3 separate regions of the Mus musculus genome follow, and regions 1 and 3 are each linked to region 2. The links are chromatin contacts, called in public HiChIP or PLAC-seq maps. All regions are on one chromosome and are shown on one strand. Each heading gives the region's core, a stretch centred on a gene start, on an enhancer-like site or on the middle of the called end of the contact. The rest is flanking DNA. Distances are from core to core; before and after follow the strand shown.

Region 1 (4,598 bases), core at 1,909-4,408, 560 kb before region 2:
CTAGCTGCCTTTCAAATGTCAGCGAGAGTTTAGGGGTATGGAAAGCACCTTCTAAGAGGGCTGTGGCTGAGACCACCTTGATAATGAGCCTTGTGGACTTTCAATTTCCTAATGACTTTTTCCCTCTGTGGTTTTGTATCTTTCTCTTTCTCTTCTCTCCACTAATCAAGTCCCAGACTCCCAAGGGCCATCAGTCTGTAAAATGGCTCAGTGCCATGCCATTCTTTCCAGATATGACATTTTGTGAGAATGATGAACTCACAGGCCTTGGGATTCAAATCAAGCCATACGTCTTTTACAAGAGCTTGCTTAAAGGCAATCAACTTTGTTTCATGTTACTTTGCATGTATATTTCTTCTCAGACAAGTAGGCCAAGTGGCCTCTCAATGGAAAATTGCTTTCTCTAAGCCATTGTACAATATCTGCAATTGCTTGTCCATTTAAGTGAAGTGAATATAGCGGAGCTGACATCTTGGATAAGAGAGAATTTCCTATTTGGCAAATAAAAGAGAAGCACCGATATGGATAAGCATTTCTTGTTTTAAACATTCCTTAGTTAATCCTGCTTCAGTCTCTGTCCCCCTGGTGATCTCGAAAGATAAATGGATGAAATTACATAATTCTTTCCATAAATGGCCATCTTTGGGTCTCCCTCCCTTTCTGAGGGTATCAAAGAAACGGCAGCCATTTGCCATCATTGAATCTCCCATTCTTGAGTGGGCTGGGGAGCAGATGGGTGTGGAGAGGAAGCGACATGCCCTGTTCTCTCTTGTATATTGTTCTGTGGGCGCATGTAGTTCTGGCTACACAAGTGGCTGATATTTCTTCATTGGTTGGGAAATAACTAAAAATTCAAAGATGAAGACTGGTCTGATTTCAGTGATGCTGTGTGGAGAACTTAGAAGAAAATATCCACTTTCTCAAAACTGCATATCAATAGCATTGGTTGGAGGCTTTAAACAATGATATAAGATATATTTAAAAAAATCATTTTGAGACAGAGTTTCAGTTTATATAGACTGTATATCTAAGGTTGTTCTGAACTTTGGGGTCTTCCTCTTCCTGACGTGCTGGAATTTTAGATACTCAGTTAAGTTTTAAGCTCTCTCTCTCTCTCTCTCTCTCTCTCTCTCTCTCTGTGTGTGTGTGTGTGTGTGTGTGTGTGTGTGTATCATGTGCATGCCTGGTGCCTGTGGAAAAGGAAAATGGACTTACGGATGGTTGTGTGCCACTGTGTGCATGGCTGGGACTCGAACCTCGGTCCTCTGGAAGAATAGCCAGTAGTCTTAATCATGGAGCCATTTCTCCAGCCTCCTAGCTAGTATATCTCACCCAAGAACCTGATTTCTGGGAGCTAACAATCAAACACTGCCTTCTTTCTCATATGATCATGATTGTAAGCTGACTGTAGAGATTGAGAATAAAATCCTTTCATTCAACTCCCCGAGCTTTGAAGTACGATAGGAGTGTAGAGTGTAGGAGTGTAGTGAAAGAGTTAACACACGGAAGAATCCAGGTGGCAGAGAAAGACCCAGAAACCTTTCTTGGCCTGGGCTTCATAGGAAAAATGCAGTTTGCATGGGCTAGCTTTCAAAGGAAGACTGGAGCTTGTAATGCATGCAACATGCTCAAGAAAAGCCAGAGCCTCAAGGCTGTTCTATAAAAGTCCTACTGGGTCCAGCTCTGGGGTCCTAATGTCTTCAGGGTTCTTCCCTTAGCTCCCTAGCCCACCCATTCCTGGGAGTGCTTTCCTTTCTTTATAAGCTGTTTTTATTTCTAACCATGACACCCTGGTGCAATCATGAGACGCCAGAGTCTGGACTTTGGGTACCCTCTGAACCCAAATTCCACAGCTTGGCAAGAAACTTGTTTCTGTTTTTCCTTTTGTCTGATACCAGGCAAAAGACTAACCATGGTTTTCCTGGGCTATTTCTCTGATCTCCATGCTTCAAAAGGCAGGTTCACCTAAGCCATGATAAAGACATATGTGGAATAATCACACCGTTAATGAAATCCTGTATATTTTCTTCCAGGAATGCCTGCCTCTTAGCAAGGTCCCTAGAGTTGCCATGAGTTGGGTTGGGTTGGTCTGCTTGACTTCTCCACTCACAGAGGAGGAACTCTTCTCTCCCCTCCCCTCCCCTCCCCTCCCCTCCCCTCCCCTCCCCCTGTCCCTCCCCTCCACCTGTTCCTCCCCCTCCCCTCCCTTCCCCTCCCCCTGTCTCCCCCCCACTCCCTCCCCCATCCCTCCCCCTCTCCCCTCCCTTCCTGGAGGCTGCCAGAGCCCCACTGTGCCCTTTTCTGGTACTTTGTATTTTTTAAAGGCTTCCCTCCCTTCCTGTGGCTGTTTACCCACCATGTGGCTGACCTCTGTGCTGGCTTCCCATCTCCATTTTTCCTCCTCTGGGCAGCTGCTGAGATACACAACTTGCCTGCCCCGGGGGTTCTTTTTGTTTCAAACACTAATAAAACTATCTTCGAGTTTCCATTTGAATCCATCGTTAAATTATTCTAATTAAAGAGACTAAGAACCCCACAAGGGGACCTTGATGTACCTGGTATCACAGGCAAAAATTAGAAGCCCCAGGTCTTAAATGTGTAACAGTCAAGGCAAGAGAGACTTTTAGCTCTCTTCCAGCAACCCCTCAGTGGATGTAGCCCGGCTAACCTGTAACATAAGCTTTCCATTTCTGCCTTCCAAGATTAGGGAGCAGGAGAGCAGGAGGTTTGTATCCACATCACGTGGCATTCGGCCAGCACAAAATAAATGCGTGTTGCCAACAGTGTCGAGAGAACCAGGATAGACACTAGTGGGAAGTGTCTAAAGATCTAAGGTTTAAGTGATAGTAGGAGCGTCGGCTATACCCACTCCTAAAATCCACTTCAGAAAGGGAGGGTGACCCACGCTGGTCACCGAGCAGTTAGTGAAAGGCACAGTGGCAACTGATTGTGACCAACAATCAGTTTAAGGGCTCTTTGACGTCAGAACGTATTCCAAGAAAATAGAAATGCCAAGAAGAGGGATCTTAAGCCTGTGAGCTACGGGGAAGGTTGGGTAGAGGCCGCAAGCAAAGGATGGTAATGTCAGAAGCTGGGCAGGAGAGAAGGCGGGGAAAGGAAGTGGCCACAGCTCAGAATGCTTTGTATAAAGTGGAAATTGGGAGGGGTACAGGATGAGAAGCGGGAGGGGAGCCGGTTTCAAGGGCAAACCACACAGAACAGTGAGCCCACTGGAAATGCCAGCATCCTGTGCTTCGGAGCCAGCAGGAAAGCTTCCGAAAGGCAGCCATCTCCAGAGCTCTTCAGCGCCTGCATCCATTCGGTTTAAAACTGGAAATGCCAATGAGGCTTGTGTGTCTGTGCTCTCCAGCCAGGGAAGCTCTATGGTTTGTGTCGGGCAGTAGAAAAACAAGGGCCTTCAAGTCTCAAAAGAGTAGTTCTTCTTGGGGGAAAAAAAAAGGCCTAGGGAAAATCAGGTTTCATTAAATGCTCTTTCATGATCCAAATGAGTTCTGGCTTTTCTCTTCGAGTGCCAGGTTCTGACTCATTTGGAGAAAACAAACCATCATCTTTTCTATTGTTTGCTCTCCCACGGAGTCCATGTTTTGAAAGAATCTGTCTGCCAAACTGCATTTGAGACCCAAGTCATATTTTCACCTTTCTCCATAAAGTAACTAAAGCAAAGCTTTCCATGGCGATTTCCTGAGTTCTGATAAAATTTCAGGCAACAGTTTGGAGTCAGAGGGAACCTGGGGCATAGTTAAAATCAGACTCCAGCCCAGGCCGCAGTCTTTGTCTGAAACTGAGTTTGAATATGCTTAGGTGGGACATATAGACTGTCACTGGTCAAAGGCTACCTGCTCCCTGCGGAGTTCCTTCTCCTCTGTACACTGAAATGGAGGGCTCCTAAAGGCACCCAATAGAGAAGAGAGTTTGCAGCTGGCACTAATGTTTTGAATGAATTGGAAACCCCTCTGTTCCTGGCTTCTAGTCGTCACAACCCCTGATGAGTCTGATAACATCAGAACGGGTGAGGCCGTCATAAGTGCCCCTCCATAAGGCTTCTGTGTTCAGATCCAAGGGCATCTTAATCAACTCTCTCGAAGGCTCAGCTGTGTCTGTCATGTTCTCATGCTCTGTCCTGACTCCTGGACCCTCGTGGGCCACAGTATCCTTAAGGGCAACTTCCATTCAGTCAGTAGAAACTCATTATACATACCTTCTGTCTCTGTGCGCTTGTTTCTTCAGCTCATTTTCTTTTGATCTTCAGAGAGCAACAGATAAAAGAACTAGTTACACCCAAAAAGGAAATGAAAATAAACTTTTAAAAACATGCTGTAATATCCGCACCCAGCTGGCACCTTGTGTTAAACAAAAAAAGGAAAAGGAAATTTTATCTGAATATTACCAGGGGGAAAAAGACTTTAAAAATCTGCCTAAATAATCATGCCCATTTGATGCTGTGGTCCACAACTGTGCAAAATAATGAAAATCTGTGAAAAATAGGTTTTCAATGCAATAATCTTAGCTACTTTTTAAAAGATAATGGAACATCTTTTTAAAACTATCCTAGTATTAAAATTCACAGCCCAAGTTTG
Region 2 (4,548 bases), core at 677-3,176:
AGGGAGATTTAAGGATGGAGAACTACCCCTGGATAAGGGTCTTTTAGTGTCTCTAGACCATGCACATATGACCACTGAGGGGGGGACAGCCCTTCCTCTCCTTGGTGGGACTTTAAGGAAGGTTAGAGCTTTTGTGTCCCCTGTGAAAAATGTGTTCCCTCCATGCCTCTCCGTGTCTATTGGGAGCTATTGACCAGGAATTAATTTTTAAAAGATAATTTTCACTGAAGGTCTCACGGAAGCCATGGATTTAGTACCTGTTCACACAATTGTATCATTAATCAAATGGTTATTAAGTGCACACACTGTTCTAGAAGACATTCAGAAACGCCAAGATTGGTAAATCACGTGCTTTGCAATCTAGTGGGGCAGAGAAGGGATTTACTAACTAGCAAAGCATCATGTTCAGGGCCAAACTAACCAGTGTACAAAGCCAAAAGCCAGAGGATGAAGATGGAGAGGGGCCAATTCTGGCCAAAGAGCCTATTGCTATATAATTTAAGATTTTATGGGTAGAATGCTAATGATAATCAAATCCTGAAGGAGGAGATAATTCTTTGTAAAAGTCTTGAAAATATTAGAGTAACAGGTTGAAAGGCAGTTTCGATGTCGGCAGAGGTAGCCTGGAGGGCTTTGTGACTCGGGTGTCTGAATTCTCGACCAGATCTGGGGGTGACCCGGAAGTCCACAGATAGCACTGACCAGAACAGGTAAAGGGTGCTATATTCAGTGAGTATCTCTTTTTCCTGTGATTTCAGTTATAGCGAGGACGAGGTCCTCTGAAGTCTGAAGCTTTGAGGAACCTTTCAGATCATGGCCCTGAGGTTTCTCAAGGCCCCACTCAGGCTTAACACTGTAAATGACTGCCTTGGAGGAAGAAAGCAGAGATGGAAAGAGATCATAGTCTTTGATCTGCATAAGGCAACATAAGTAATGGCAGAGGCGAGCAGGCATCAGCAGCCAGTCTTCAGAAGGAGCTCTGCTCTTCCTTCTAGGCCAGCACCAAGAGTGAGCGTCTATTATTGGGCTGGAATGACCTAGGAGAAAGTTGTCTTTCATATATATGCCTTTTAAAGCTTAATTTTGAAGTAGCAGTACCACTGTGATAATGAAAGACATATTTATTGCCAAAAAACCTGTAAGAGAATGCAGAAAAGTATAAAGATGACTTATGCCCGATGAAGATAGTCTGTTATCCTGCCTGGCACTTAGGGATTGCTGGCATTTATCACGTGAACTGCTCTCCCCCCCCCCTCTCTCTGTGTGTGTGTGTGTGTGTGTGTGTCTGTCTCTGACTTTCTGTCTTTCTCTGTTTCTTTCTCTCTCTATCTTTGTTGTAGGTTTCTTTCTGGTTTTTTTTTTTTTTTTCTGTTCTCTTTAAACTCTACCTTTAGTCATGCGGAGTGGGTTTCACCTTCCACTGTGCTGAGCCTTGAGCTGCTGTTCCCCTTCGGCTGCATCACTGCTCTGCCCGTGCTCCAGAGGATCCTCGGCTGCCTCTTGAGAGGCTCCTAGCGATCAGACAACATCGTGCTCAGGACAGCCAGGAAATCACTTAGCTTTTCCTGTCTAAACTTTCAGAAGAGGAAATGCCACACTGGAGGTTTGGCTAGGCAGCCCCTACAGACTGTTGCCTGTCAGCACTGAGGAGGTGCCGTTCTGTCTTTTCCTAGCAAGAGCCAGTGTCTCACGACAGGAACGTGGCAACCTAGAGTAGTGGAACGGCTTCTACTAACTTGGGTTGCCTAAGCACACTGTGGAACCCTGACATGGAAATAATGCTTATTTGCTTCCATTGAGAGAAGTAAAGCCAGCCCAGGAAGAACAATGCCTTCCATCTTTGTCAACCTGATAAGCGTGACCTTTATTTTACCACATAGGTCGAGACTACTCTTTACCACAACCGTGTTAATTCGTACTTCCCCTCCTTCCTCCCACCCATCTCCTGCCACTTCCTCCAGGGGCATAACGCTTTCAACATCCTGCTATCCATTAGCATAAATAAACCCATGCTTTTAAGGTAAAAATAGTCTTAATGCCATATTTGTTAAAGACTGCATTACCATAAGAGGATAAAAATACCCCTGGGTAACAGGTAGGTTATATTCTTCAGAGGCAGTAACATGCTTTTACGGTGGTTCCCTGAAAGTCAATTATTTCAGCCATAGATTAAAATCGAGGTCTCAGCATAGGGTACATTTCCACTTCAGAAAGGGCTAAGCCAAGCACTTTCCAGAGACTTGCATCTTTGTGTTTTTAATTTTTTTTTGTTGCGAATATTTTATAGGTAGTTCTAAAGCACACACACACACACACACACACACACAAAGATGAAATGCCATTGCAATCTGATCTTTGCTGTCTGAGCAACTGGATACTGTTGTTGTCTTGTGTCTCGCCCCCATTATCTGTTGTTAATTTAAATTTGGTGTAACATTCATGCACTAGATAAGAAAATACTGGGCTATGAAACAGCAGAAGTGGCAAGAAATGGAAAAGAGAGATCTCCGGCGTCTGGAAGAGCTGAAGAAGTTAATGGCAGAACAGTCAGTGAAAGACAGAGAAAGGTAAGGGAGGGGTTTTAGTCCGTGACAGTGAGCTGGGGAAGCGTTGTCTGCAATGTCAGGGTGAGCTATATCAGAGGGAGGATCTGTCGCACCGAGTGTTCCCATTCAATATTTATACCTATGAATGAAAGAAGTGGTTTTTTATAATGTAGTTTATACTCTCACTTTCATACTTAAACCCCCACTTTCCCATGTTGTTCCACTGATTTCCTCCTAGTTTAAGATCTCCCAGAGGATTTGATGGCAACTGGTTGCCCACTGTGTGCATGAGGTAATACTGGTGGCTGCTGTGACTTAATATGTTGACCCAGGAGGAGGAAGCCATTATTTTAATAAGAAAAGGGTCCATTTGCTGTGACTGAGGCTGGGGGACAATCCACAATTATAGAGAGCAGTGTGGATGTCCTGATGAACAGTTCTTAGAATTCCCTGCAATTATGTAACCGCAGAGCCGAGAAGGGCATTTGGGATAATGAGCTTGACCTTCTTAGTTTATGAGTTCCACTAAGAGATTAAAACAATGTTTTTAAAGATGACTGTATCTGGGCCCAAAAGAAAACAGTAAAAATTGTAGTAATCTGAAAGGGAAATTCTAAATTAGAGAGCTATATTCTCTAATAGGAAACTCCTGTTATATAAAGGATCAAGAACATACTAGGCACTTTTCTAGGGCTGAGGGAGTCTTTCTACAGAAGAGACGTGTTTGAATCAGAACCCATCTCTGGAGTTGCTGAGGCTCCTTGTCCCGTCCATTTCTGTCACACTATTTCCTGGGTATCTGAACACTTTAGAGTTGAGTAGGGAAGCAAGACTATGGTAAAGTCTGAGGTCAAGGTCAGGAGGTCAAGCAACCAAGGAGGAAACAGATAGCAAGTGACAGCCAAGATACAAGTGGCTACCATAGGACAGGCTGTGGCTCAGAAAGAAGTAATGGGAGCCCCCAAATAGCTGCGTACTAAAGGGTAATGCAAAGGCTGTGGTTAAGAGGCTGGCCGGGCCATTCAAGCTCTCCCAGGAAAAGAAAGAGAGCCACAGGAACTTAGAGGGGTGTGGAAGGCAGAGCAGATGTGGAGTCCCAGCATTCGGGACATGCTTCTAATAGAGCGTCTCTCTTAGCAGGGAGCTTCTCTGATTACAGAACCATTTTCAGTCTCTTGCTTCCTGTCCTGGTAATTATCAAGATTAGCTGATTCAGAGCTTCAGTTGAGAAGGAGAAAAAGAAAATCAGATTAGTGTGTATTACATAACAGGAAAAAATAGCCATATTACAGCATAGCAAAAAGGACTAAGGAGCAGTAGCTATAACTCAGGATTTTATTCTTGACTCAGCTTCGAATAGTGTATGACCTTGGGAATGTCAGGTTTTACCTCCACAAGGCTCCATCTTATCCACCAGAAGACATCTGAAGGCTAAAAGGCTGGCCACTTTTAAGAGTTTGTGATATATTTTCAACTCCCTTGATGGAAAATAATGGAGATTTAAATAATTGTGAGTCCAATCCTTGCATGCCAATGGTAAATCACAGATTTTCAAATATATGGTATATCCAGGCTATAGTTCTCTGAAAAAAGATTGTGATGCTGTGTGGCTGGGGGTGTAGCCAGTGGGAAAAGGCATTCACAGAGCCTTGGGCTCAGTCCCTAGCACCACAAACATGTGATGGCAAATGCCTCTAATCGCAGCACTGGAGACCGAGGCAGGAGGATCAGAAATTCGAGGTCATTCTTAGCTACACAGCAAGTTCAAGGCCACCCTGTCTCAAAAAAAAGTGATGGAGATAGAAATAGAATTCTTATTCTGTGATTTGAAATGCAGTCTTAGGTGTAAAAAGCTTTTACCCGGACAATGACTAGAGGCTATATTCATCTGTAACCATTCTGGCACTAAGAAATTTGGTAGGTAGTCAAAGATTTTTTTCTCTAATAATATATATAATAAAAATCATGTTCGATATTTTAACCTAAGGCACGTTTTCCCCAT
Region 3 (4,515 bases), core at 1,463-3,962, 530 kb before region 2:
TGGTGACAAGCATTTGTGCTGTTTCCATTTCTTGGCTCTTGTAAATAGTTCTATGATTGTGCATCATTCCAGGCATTTTTTTCCCCTGAGCACCCGTTTTCACTCCTTTTGGATTCTCCATCTACTTTTGTTTTGCTGCTACAGCGGGCCACTCCAAGCTGTGTCGAGTGAGGGCACAGGTGTAGACCCAGCACTGACCTTAGGTACTGTAGTGGGAATGACTAACCAGGAGGGCGCAATGGCTCCCCCTTGTGGTGAGCAGAAACAAGCCCACACGTCCCTACCTTTCCTGGTAGTGCTAATACAACTATTTGTTGAGTTTATAGTGATGAATCAAAGACAAAGAAGATGCCAGGTGGGTAGAAATGCTGAGTTCTCTGATCAAAAGAAGTGATATAGATCTATGTCTTCCTTTTATTGAAGAAACAAGGCAAAGGACTCCAAATTCTCTCTGCTCTGCTTGGAGAAAAAGAAGTAAGACTGATAGAAACGGCATTTGGTATTAACTGAATGGCTCATCATATGAAAAACATAGGACTTCTGCGGAAACTGTGCCTTTGGTGTGCTGTGCTGTAGGCTAGAGAGTGGCTACTTGTACCCTGCAGGGCTGTGTCTCTTCTCCTCTGTTGCCACTTGCTGTAAAACGGAATAAGCACACAGATCCTGATTCCTAACTGCTGGTGCCCCATTCACAACAGATGCCAGGAAGGTTCCGTACCCAGCGCAGTGAAGACAAAGAAAACCTCACCTGGCTCTCAGCATGCTCGCCCATCAGACTGCGCATGCTCTGAAGCTGCAGCCCTGCAATACCATTGAAGAAAAGAAATCTCATCGGCAGGGACTATAACGTTTGTTCCCAGGCACACATGAAAAATACACGGAATAGCTTCACTGTGCTCGTTATTTGGACTTTATTTGGACAACTGGGTCCGATCCTCAGACAAAGAGTTAAGTATTTTTTCAGATGTGTTGGCAGCTTTAGGGCTCTGGTTCTGGCATTAGTTGAAAGGCTGTAGATTAGGTCAGAGAGGAGCATTTGACAGCAGCTTCTGTCAACTCAGGCTATTTCACCATAAGAGAGAGAGAGAGAGAGAGAGAGAGAGAGAGAGAGAGAGAGAGAGAGAGAAGAGAAGAGAAGGATGTAGTCTGTGATGAGGGACCAGGGCGTGAAGCCCAGGTCAGCTGCTCACCTCATTGACCAGGAACATACCAGCTTCCAGTTGTTCATCTGGGCTCTGGCTTTTCTTTTCCTCCTTTGCCTCTGTGGGCAGAAGAAATACAAACAAACCCTTTTTCTGATCTAGTTTCTTATCGAGTCTGCACCCCAGGAATGCCAACAGCTCATTACATTCTTTTAAGATCACAGATCTGTCCTTGGACCCTAAGTTCCTCACGTCCGAGTTGGCATGGGCCATCACCAAGGTTTCTTATGTTTTGTTATTATGTGAGCTGGCATTCGGGCAGGGGTTACTACAAAGTCTGGTTGTTGTTTCTAAACACCATGGTCTAAACATGCGCTCCTCTCAGGTCTTTTATTTCCTGTACAAGCAACCCTTCTCCCTAAGCTGCACCCACAGGCCCCACGAATTGATTTCCACCTTGAGGGTGTCTATAACTTTGGCATAAGTTTGTTTTAAATAGGTCTGACTCAGTTAATGGCCAGGGGCGCTGCCCATCACTTCTATGGGTTCCTAGGCCCCTCCTTGACCCCTAGGCTGCTCCAGGAAGTATTTTTCAGGCCAGGCGTCTCTCCTCGTGTGCTTTAGACTATTTTCAGTCCTGCATCAATGGGGAAACAGCTTCTTCCACCGTCCTGAATAGTCTCACCAAGCAACCCCACCCAACAGTCCTGGGCACTGCAGACTAATCAGGGCGGGCAGCTCACGTTTGGAGAACCTGCAGCCCTCCTCTATCTGCCTTTCTTGTACTTTCTTTCATCCTTTCCCAGTTCTCAGGAAGCAATAAAAACAAACACTTCCTCTGATGTAGTTTCATATCAAATCTTTCCCCACCCACAACAGCCTTCCCTTCCTGGGAGGAGTCCCAGGGCGTAGGTTTTCTCCTGCTCAGTACTCTCTGGGTTTGGAATGCCACCCAAGTGCTAAGTTCAGGGCGACTTTGATCTAACCTGCTAGGGTTTGTGAAAAGCTCGGATGTCTATTTTTACTCTCGTGACCTATATTTGGTTTTTAACGAATGGTGGCTTCCCACCATGACGACTTATTACGGGTTCTCTTTTTGTCACACACTCTTTCTGCCTTCTCCGTCCTGGCTGTTTTCGGGTTGGAACTTCCTGCAGATGACCACTAGAGGGCAGATGATTTCCAGTTTACAAGATACCTTCCACAGCCAGTTTTCTGGAGCTTTGCTGACTACCAGGGCCGGTTTTTTTTTTTTTTTTTTTTTTTTTGTTTATTTGTTTGTTTTCCTTCAGAAGCGAGAGCAAAACACTTGAAGTTCTTTGGGTGCAGCTAAGACGTTTTCTACAGCGTTCATCTATGAAGTCCTGGCTGTGAGCAGCAGACATTCTGGCCAGTAGAGAGAAAACCGTGGTTTCTCTGTGTTCCTACCCAGGGGAAGAAAGCTGTGCCAGAGTGGTGTTCTTTCTAGGTTTGCTAAAAAGCATATACGTGTACCCTGCGTGTATCTACTCGGGTCTCACAGTAAGATGGCAATGCTTCCTGAGGCCTCTCCCACTATACCCAGGCTTCCTGCCAACATAGTACGCTCACGTGGTCAACCTGGATGTGTGCCAAGGCAAAGTTGATGAGCCATGAGGGAGGTAGAGAGATGGAGTGGCATGGGAATATATCTTCGTTGAAGTTCCTTGGAGCACTGTGGGGACTCTGATCTCAGACATGGGGAAGCGTGGGTGCTATTTCCTAGTCAGAAGACACGGGTAGCTATGACGCTGAAGAATTAAGTAGACTAGAAACAAATGGATATAGGCCCATCAGCCCAAGGTCAAAATTAGGAGGCTGACTTTTAAGGTAGCAGGTCGAAAGGTCAACGGGAGGTCAAGGGTACATCTCAGCAGGGGGGTGTTGCCTACACTCTGGGAGGCTCTCAGTTCCATCCCCAACACTGGAAAGAAAGAAAAAATGAAGTCAGTAGGAAGTAGAAAAAGAAACTTCAAAGGAGAACCTTCTGCTATGGATAAAAAGTCTGAACTGAGATGCTAAAGATAGTAAATTGATAGATAGCGCGGCAGTTAAATGTGACTCAGCTCTGGCCTTCCTAATCCTGCGGCCTTGGATAGGAGGCAGGGTCTTCTCTGGGGTCCAGTTTTCTCGGCTCTAATGGTGCAGCTTCCAGGTCCGAGGCTATTGGAAAGATTTCACACGATGACACACATTAAAGGGGGCCGTTTCCCTTTCTTCATTTGCTCATTCAAAAGACATATTTCCTAATGCCTGTATTGGTTAGATATGTGTAACTTCAATATTGGTTAGATATGTGTACCTTCAAGAGACAGAAAACATGATGTAACCAAACAATATTGAAAAGGATATTGACTCTGAGAGAGATATTATCACTATGAGGTAACAACACCACCATGACACAGGTAGGATCGTGAATGTCACCTCTCTCCAGGAGTCGGGGGGGGGGGGGGGCGGTGCTAGGAATGAGTGGTGCGGTCTTGGTGAGGTCACCAGGGACTTAAGCGCTCTCCATACCTTGGCTCTCTCATCCTCATCAGGTTGACGTTTATTCCTACACCCCTGGTACTATGGCCACTTGGGCCACGTGCGTACTCCCAAGTTTCCAGCAACTCTAGACTTTTTATGTCCTAGAGTCGCGGCAGTAGATCTTCAACATGGCCAATATCAGTGCCTTGGAAAGTAAATATCCCTGGGGTAAGAAGTTTCCTGGAAAGCCTCAGGCACGGCTCTGACCTCAGAGGAGCGGGAGGCATAGAGTAGGTGCTATATATTCTAGGGATTTGATACAATTGATGATTCACTGTAAGACATCTGCCCTGTAATCTTTTGGAGTTCTTGATACCAGAGAGAAACCGGGGCTCAGTTAGGTTAACTAAATAAGGGATGGCTTTTGAGCAGGCAATATGAGTGTTTTCCAGGCACTGTAGTTGCTGTGGACACACGGTAGTATACAGGTCCGGAGTGCTGGAGAATGGGAGGTTCTAGACAGGCAAATGCGCATGAACCATATAGCAACATTACATCCTGCAGGCAGAGCTGAAACACAGTAGCTCCTAATCGGAGGTTAGGGCAGACTCACGGGAGAGGTGCTGTTTAGATGAGATCTGACAGATCACTGGGTAGAAACAGCACAGCAGTACAAAGCCTGGTATAACATTCCTGGGTAGCTAAAAGTGGACAATGGGCAACAAGCCTGGAACAGAGTGCTTTGCACGGTCAGTAGGCTCCAGCTATGATGGTTTCAGCAACTGCACTGGAGTCCTATTGGGCCAGCAGCAGGTCTGGTTTCTTTAAGATATGGCAAATAAAGTCAACATTGTAGCTTTTATGTCAACGTGACAGAAGCTGGAGT

What was found. HiChIP or PLAC-seq counts read pairs in DNA pulled down with a chosen protein or histone mark.
Region 1: an H3K27ac HiChIP or PLAC-seq map of regulatory T cell precursor shows a contact between it and region 2, with 4 times the contacts expected there. The contact joins two enhancer-like sites. A contact is called at or near these places in 1 of 39 promoter capture datasets (embryonic stem cells), 2 of 115 datasets of contacts at active chromatin or transcription factors (regulatory T cell precursor and thymic regulatory T cells) and 1 of 9 other capture datasets (macrophages).
Region 3: a contact with region 2 is called in an H3K27ac HiChIP or PLAC-seq map of regulatory T cell precursor, with 13 times the contacts expected there. The contact joins two enhancer-like sites. A contact is called at or near these places in 8 of 39 promoter capture datasets (3T3-L1-derived adipocytes, the HPC-7 cell line, cranial neural crest and 4 more), 2 of 484 Hi-C or Micro-C datasets (bone marrow-derived macrophages and nephron progenitors) and 2 of 115 datasets of contacts at active chromatin or transcription factors (bone marrow-derived macrophages and regulatory T cell precursor).

What each region holds. Positions count from the first base shown.
Region 1 is chr2:59,469,506-59,474,103 of GRCm38.p6, reverse strand. No RefSeq gene overlaps it. Among named protein-coding and RNA genes, the nearest start is that of Dapl1, 13 kb to the left of the region's middle. Within about 2 kb of position 3,158, at least 76 of the 459 cell types and tissues checked have an H3K27ac peak or open chromatin away from gene starts, as enhancers often do. A contact at or near this core is called in regulatory T cell precursor and thymic regulatory T cells, where this site is marked.
Region 2 is chr2:58,904,374-58,908,921 of GRCm38.p6, reverse strand. It overlaps Ccdc148 (coiled-coil domain containing 148), which reads left to right. Exons shown (of 15, transcript NM_001372501.1): 12 at 2,449-2,567. Among named protein-coding and RNA genes, the nearest start is that of Upp2, 150 kb to the right of the region's middle. Within about 2 kb of position 1,926, at least 50 of the 459 cell types and tissues checked have an H3K27ac peak or open chromatin away from gene starts, as enhancers often do. A contact at or near this core is called in regulatory T cell precursor and thymic regulatory T cells, where this site is marked.
Region 3 is chr2:59,436,373-59,440,887 of GRCm38.p6, reverse strand. No RefSeq gene overlaps it. Among named protein-coding and RNA genes, the nearest start is that of Gm46743, 18 kb to the right of the region's middle. Within about 2 kb of position 2,712, at least 148 of the 459 cell types and tissues checked have an H3K27ac peak or open chromatin away from gene starts, as enhancers often do. A contact at or near this core is called in regulatory T cell precursor, where this site is marked.